Linked DNA regions of Danio rerio: region 2 is linked to region 1. Evidence: chromatin contacts called from public Hi-C data. All regions are on one chromosome and are shown on one strand. The core of a region is the stretch at or near the end of the contact, and the rest is flanking DNA. Distances in the headings are between cores, read along the strand shown.

Region 1 (3,779 bases), core at 661-3,160:
TTGTAATCTGTAGGTGTTGAAGAAAAATACTATTCAAATGCATTCTACAAATTAAAATAAACATCAATAACTTACACTGATTTACATAATTCTAACTGTAATTTTACACTAATAATGTATATAAAAACAATGCAGCTTCAAATCTCTCATAGAGTGAATCCTTCCGTTTAGGCCTTCTCTATTCCTGACACCAATGATCCCCAGTATCAAAGGTGCCACAGAATAAAGAGCACACGACTGTTAAACACAACCATTTACAGTACACCAATAACTTCCCCCTATACAAAGGAGCCCTGAAACATATGTCACCTTCCAATCAGCATAAAAAAAACTAGTTAACTTACAACTGGCCCTTTTCTGTCCGAAATGAAACAAAATAATTGCTCAAGTTGCATGAAGACACAGGAAACATGGTTTTACAGAGTCACAGTGAGCTGTTAGCTCTTCCTGGAAGAGCTCTGCTCGATCACAATCGAACCCACAAATAAAAGCCCCCTTCTGCTTTCAGTACATGATCTGTCATTTAAAAAATGAGAGCTGCCCCAGCAAATGCATCTTACCTCATTGTAAAAAAAGTGAACGGTGTGGTTGTTCAGCTTCAAAGACAAAGTCTTCAAAAATGAGATATAGTACGCCATAATTTCTTCATCGGAGAAGTCAAATTTATGCACAATAATGGAATTAACATGATTATTAGACAGCAAGTAATCTGAAAAGGAAAATAATGCAATATTGAACATTCAGAACATTAACATAAAATCATAATGCATTAATCGTCCCCTCCCCCTTTCTGCAATTACTTACACAGAGAGGTCTCATGACTGATGTTCTCGAAAAGAATGTTGAGCGTTTGCAGAAGCTGGACACAAACATAGCGTCCAGATTTCTGTCGTAATATATTGAGGAAAAATGCAAACATATTCTTCTCCAAAAAGAAGCTATGAAGAAAGCATGATGCATTCAGTCACTTATAACATGATTTAGTTTTTTGGAATTTAAAAAAAATAACAACAGAAAGGCAAAACTCACTCAAACACTGAGCTGTCATTCTGATCACCCCAGATGAGAATCTCAGTAATGGAGCGAATAGTTTCCACGAGAAGATTTCTGTTGTGATCAGTCACTGTTGTGTTCTTTGTTAGGACATGGTACATATACCTAAATAAAATATGGTTTGCATGTCAAATGAAATGTCATATTATCACTACACCTTACATATTAACATATCTTTAAAAATTTTCATATTAGAAAGCAACATTAAATAATATGTTTAAAACTACAGTAATCTAACATAATATAGAATTACATAAACTAACTTAACGTTACTGTACAGTGGCCACTATTATTATGTCACAAAAATCTTACTAACGTTAAATAGCTCACTTGATTTTGACAAGTCCGCTGTTTTACACACACAAACGCGGGCTTGATTTAACCATTAAAATTAATTATGTCAGTAGAAATAATACGTTTCAATTTTCTAAACGTACCAATGACTTTCCACAGCAATGACTAACACTGGCTCAATAATACAGCTTTAACTCTACGAGCTAGCGAACTAGCTACAAATTACCCAAAACAACTTACTTCAAATGGTCCAAAGAATGAATGTTTTTAGACTTCCCCTGTCCTCCGACCCAGCTTCTTGACCGCCCAAACATTTTCGGTTGCTTTTATCTCGCAAACTCTATGTTTTCAGCCCAATTTGCTAAGCGTAGGAATCCATATCCGCCGCAGTGAAGGCCCCGGAATCCTCACATGAAAACATACCTGGCGACCTATCGCTCAAGACAGCCCAGCTCACGTTATCTTGGGATTTGTAGTTTATCTCAGTTCTGACTAGAACGCATTAACATCTCACCACCACATCGCCACGCACTCTATTTCCCAGAGTTCATTGCGCAGGCAACGGTTTTGGTGAAGTCATGAGAAAGCGCCGATTGTTTTTGTTTTTCACGCGTTATAAAGCTTCGCCGAGCATTCGGGTGATTTATATTTCTGAATGTTCAGCATTTTAACAAGGACTCGGGATATATGTGTCCTAATGTCAAAGAGCAGCACGTGGCCTTGGAACATTCAAGCATGCTTTCCTTCACTAACTTATGCGCTGTATAGTGGAAACATACGTGATTGTTGAACGGATTGCAGGAGGAATTCTGCTGAAAAGGGAGTTGCACCGCTACTTGACGAAGACGAATGGATACACACTTCATCACTACCTTGTTTCATATAAAGTGCGATTAAATGCCTTTAATGTGTCTGTTCTGCTCTTTGAAACTGAAGTCTATGTGGTGGAGTCTATGACAAACTCAGTTTACTTTCAGTTAGATTCAGTGGAATCGCTAATCGACGAGCTTCCATATATGTATTATCTCGGCCTGTTTTTTGTCAATGTCTTAATCCTCTACTATGCCTTTTTAATGGAGTACATAGTTCTTAATGTAGGGATAGTGTTCTTGCCAGAGGATATGGACCAGGCTCTCGTGGATTTGGGCGTTCTCTCTGACCCAGCATCTATTCCCTATGACACAGACACTGAACTGGATGTTTTTGAGGGATATCTGGAATAGACTAACGCTACTATGACTGGCAATCCCAGCCGAAGCTGCTTTGGGCAAGGTGTCATTTGGTTAAAGGAGAACCATTGTCAAAGGGAACTACATTTGGCATTAAAAGATGCTGCAGTGGTCAGTTAGTATAAAAATGAATGTCATGAATAAGTAAGTCATGTTAAAATATATATGTGATTCATACAAAGTCGGGAACAAATCTACATTAAGTGTCTTGTCCTTACAGGCTGTCCAGACTCGGAGAACTGACCTGCCATCATGCTACATGGAATATTTTACCTGGAACAGATAAGCTGAGCGGACCGTGTGCTTTTCCATGGAGCAGCCAGTCAGTGTTTCTTCAGAGCTCAAATTCAGGCACTAACCACTACTGTGGGTATTAATATTACATTAGCCTATTTATTTTTAGCTTGGCCTTCAGCACTCGGGCAGGATTCTGTGTCGATGTGACCCCGTAGACAGGCGCCCTTAAATGTGGTCTGCCTTGGCATGTTTTCTTTCCCTTTAATACCATTTAAATGAGCAATACGTCATGACACACACACAATCCGCCTGAATCAGTGTTTTATTTTCTATGAGACTCCTTTTGGAACCACATATTTGTGACGAAATGAATTATTTGGCTAAGGTTCATTTACCAGTTCAGTATATATTTAATAAATGATTACTTTGACTTTCCATGGTGTCATATTTGACTTTCAAATCTCTAGTGCCTAATTATAGAAAGTCACTGTGCTAGCTTTGCTTTTCTAAATGAAAACCTACACTGTTACCTACCTGTCTGTCTGATCATAATAACAGAAATATATCCATTCACATGATCTTTCATTTACACAAAAACTATTTACAGAAGAAAGTGTGAGTGGACAAAGTATTTATAATAGGCATGAAACTTAAGGATTTCTAACAGAAACCCATTAGGTTGAATAGGAGTTATACTCAATTAATTTGGAATAAAAGCAAACAAATAAATACACTACTTGACAAAAGTCTTTTCATTGTTCTCAGTTGTAAAAGCAACAAATAATGACTTCTAGTTGATCATTTGGAAAAGTGGCAGAAGGTAGATGTTTCTGATGAATCATCTGTTGAACTGCATCCCAATCATTACAGATACTGCAAATGACCTATTGGAACTCACATGGACCCAAGATTCTCATAGAAATCAGTCAAGTTTGGTGAAGAAAAAATCATAGTTTGGGGTTACAT
Region 2 (3,779 bases), core at 506-3,005, 160 kb after region 1:
TACTGTAGAGTATAGGTACTATATTTAAAACATTCTATGTGGACATTAAATATAGTATGAAATTTTAAATTTACTATCTACCATTTTTGGGTCTTGGCCTTCATTCAGGTTCTTCTTGCCTGCAGTTTTAGGATCACTATGACTTCATTGAACATACTGATCGGCTCATATACTGCCCTACTGCATATTCAGATGCTGAGATGCAGTGCATATTTTGTAATACAGATTTTCTTTCTTTTTTTTTTACCAGTGAACTTGATTTAGATAAACGTCTAAGTACACATTTATATACTACAGATGATAAATTGATAAAAACAGATTTACATTAAAGACTTTTGTGCAACCACGATTTTGCAGAATTGCAAGTCAATATTACTTCTGTAATGTAAACTCAAATTCAACATTATAGGACCTGTGGCCACATTAACTTTAAACACAGCTCATGAACTGAAGGAAGTCTGAATTTTGCAAAAAGCAAACAAACAAACAAACAAACAAAAAAACAAGTCTAACAAACAAAATACTCTGTTTTCTCATATCAAAACAAAGATGTAAACTCATTTGATAAGTCGTTTATCATCTTCATTATACCACTTGCCTCGGATCGGGGGAGCTTGCTCGCTTTCTGGCCACTGCCTGGAGCCAACTGTAACGTTCCAGAATCATCTTCATATCTGCTCCTTTTCATACCTGAGGGGTGAGATAGAGGTAAAGTTGGTTTTATATTCACACATTTGTTTACCAAGATAACTTTGAATATTAGATTGGAATTAGCATGCAAGTATGACTTAAAATCAACATTACCACTGTTTATTTGACTGTGAACAACGTTGTACTTTAAAAATCATTGGCTGTTAATATGATTTCGCTATTTAGAGTTTGCAAATAATAATTTTATGAAATTATATTATTAAGGGGAAAGTCTGAGATGCAAATCTCGCTTTATTTCTTTGATCAGGAGTTACATATTAATAGATAACGTTAACAAATTAGATATACCTCGTAAAATTGTAAATGCAACCATCAGCGATTTGTTTCATATGAATGGAATTCACATATAGAATAACAGACATTTTACTTATCTTTACTAATAACTTTTAAACACTGTTCTTACAGCTCACCGGCTTCCCATGGTTGAACATGAATAAAGAGCTCCGACTATAACCCGGAAGTGATTAACGGGATATGGCAGAAGTACATCTAGTCAAAAGCTCTACCTACATTTGTTGCTACATGAATGCTAAATCTTTTGCTCCGAGACGCAAAACGTTAACAGTTACTAAATTTAGCGATGACAACAACACGCTAGCGTACGGTTACTACTGACAACCGCAGCTAACGCTGATGCTAAGATTTACTTTGCTATTCTGGTTCAGAGAAAAAGACGCAAAGTCCGACCGTGGCAAAATTCAAATGCTCAGTAAATAAGCTGACTGTAATAAACAAAACTTTCTATTTGCCAACACGTGCATTAGCAGCGCGTTTTGGGAAAGCATGGTTTTAGCGCTCGCCATAAAACGAGCGTGACAAACTCCAAAAGAAGCCCGCGAATACCGCGTGCATTGTCCTGCCAAAACAATCTCAAAAATAACCCACCTTGCAAATCTCTAACTTAAACAGTAGGTAAATAGCTTAGTGTGTGTTGACACAGCGGGGATTTCATCCGATATTGGGCTTCCTTAATAAAATAAGTCCTTCCACGAGAGGTCCTGGGGTAAGCGGCAACTGCTTCATAAATGATGAGTCGTTCATCTGAGTCGAATCTTTTCAATGAATTGTTGGAATCGGTTCTTGCAGGAATGGTTCGAGCGGCTTGACGAGTCAACAGTTCTCAGATTGAACAGCCTATTTGACATGTTTAGTTCGTGATTTACTGTACTAGTCTATTGATCCAGTAGAAGGGAGTGTTTGAGTGTAATTGATCAATTATCTGGTGCAGTGAACGTTACATTTTCAAATAAAAAAATAAATGTATTTCTAAATTATGTTTTCATTAGAATTTACTGTCAAGTAATGGATACAGGACATCCTTTTAATGTCAGATGGAATAGGCAACTATTTACAAAGGTTAAATACGCTTTAACACAGTATATCAATGTGAACACCCAGAAATGTATCCTGGCTGAAATTTACTTAGTCGGTCATCTGAACCGATTCTTTGAAACAAACTCAAATGATCGCTGACCCTCAATCACCACCAATATATGGTCAGACTGGGAGCTGATCGGCTCAGTGCTCCCGCAATCCTTGTTTTTATCAGTTTTGCTTCCCTGTTTGTTTATTTATTAGGTATTTCACCCCTCACACTATTGAGTTTAGTGTAGTGAAAAATGAACACATTAGCCCCTCGAGGATAAAGCGCCACCCTGCGGTTGGAGATGTTGGATGCGGACCTGTGCAGTGCAATCTGAGCTGCATCCAGTGCTTTTTAATGAGTTCACCTAACCCCACCTCTAACCCTACCCCTCACAGTGACATCACTTGCACTATTAAGGGCATTGTCTGACATTGCATCACCGAGATATGCAGTCTCAGCTTGCATCATAAAGGCTGCATCCATTGGAGAAATTACATAAATTAAGCATCCATTGTACAGCTCAGGTATATAATGAAGTGTTTCCCTTTCTAAAAATACCCAGTTTACCGCATCTGTGATTGAGATATAAAATGTTATGGCCCAGGAGCACCCTAGGGTCCAACCGGCATTAGCATTTCCCACACATGCTTTCAGAGGGATGCTGCAAATTATTATGCTGCTATACCACTGTGCAGCAAAGTATAATATTTCTTTTTAATGGTTGTGTGTTGTTGGACACCCTACAGAAGGGTATTTTATGCTAATGGTACAAGCAGGGCTATACTAATGCTGAGGTGGGCTGCTGCTTAGCAGCGATGCCTAAAAGAACCATTTATAGTTTTTCAAATAACCTTTCAGTCATCTGTTCTTAAAAGGACAAATTATTTGGTCTCAAAAACAAGATAATTAGAATAATTAAAAAAAAGATTAGCATGGTATTTAAATCAAGAATCTTTTTGTGGAATGGAAAGAAGGGTCTTTGTGGATTTGAACAGGTTTTTCAACAACAAAACATGTTTTACGTTTGATTTCCCTCAGTATTGAATATTTGGTTGCACTCTGGCATTTAGACTATCATAGATATTTCTTTGATAAAGGCATTGCTGTCTTTTGAGATTTGAGGGTTGTGTATATGTTTATGCAAGTTTAGAGAGCGTCCTGTGTATTTCTCCAGCAGGCTTCATCTGAGCTTTGTTACCTAATCTTTGGTTGCACAGTCTTGATTTAACTGTTCACATTGTCTTTGTTTTGCAGGGGCATTCACTTTGCATTACTTCTCAAACAGACATGATACCGCTTCCCTGCATTCACGCGTGACTTTATACCCAGTGCCACAGTAGATATAGTATTAGGCTGAAATACAAAAACCCCCAGGGAAAACCGAGAGCTGCGGTTTGAGCCTCAGCAATAACTTGATTTTTATTTTCTTTCTTATTTTTTATTTCCTTTAAAGTCTTTTTTAAAACTAAATTTAAGTAAGAGTGGTGACAGTGTCCAAAAAAGAAAAAAGAAAAGAGAAAAGACCAATGTGTTGGCTGCAGAACATACCAAAATAGAAAGAAAAATAGGCTCTTGTTTGGGCTCTTTAATGTGCTTTGACATGCAGAATAAATTGCAGATGTGCTTTAAAAAAACAGCATATTCAGAGAGTTGAAGACAAGATGAACATGTTTTCTTTCGAGATGTAATGGCGTCAGTCATG

The links. A called contact is a pair of places that touch in the nucleus more often than the background predicts.
Region 2: a Hi-C map of an unstated tissue shows a contact between it and region 1, with 2.2 times the contacts expected there. The contact joins the promoter of atf7ip2 here to the promoter of dexi in region 1. A contact is called at or near these places in 3 of 18 Hi-C or Micro-C datasets (caudal fin, embryo and an unstated tissue) and 2 of 4 datasets of contacts at active chromatin or transcription factors (caudal fin and embryo).

The regions. Positions count from the first base shown.
Region 1 is chr3:25,643,326-25,647,104 of GRCz12tu, forward strand. dexi (Dexi homolog (mouse)) reads left to right here and starts at 1,911. Exons shown (of 2, transcript NM_001003764.3): 1 at 1,911-2,720; 2 at 2,797-3,238. The coding sequence starts at 2,301. The coding sequence ends at 2,570. It overlaps clec16a (C-type lectin domain containing 16A), which reads right to left and starts at 1,760. Exons shown (of 24, transcript XM_073944525.1): 1 at 1,588-1,760; 2 at 1,030-1,158; 3 at 805-938; 4 at 561-709.
Region 2 is chr3:25,805,254-25,809,032 of GRCz12tu, forward strand. It overlaps atf7ip2 (activating transcription factor 7 interacting protein 2), which reads right to left and starts at 1,756. Exons shown (of 12, transcript XR_012401000.1): 1 at 1,597-1,756; 2 at 599-690.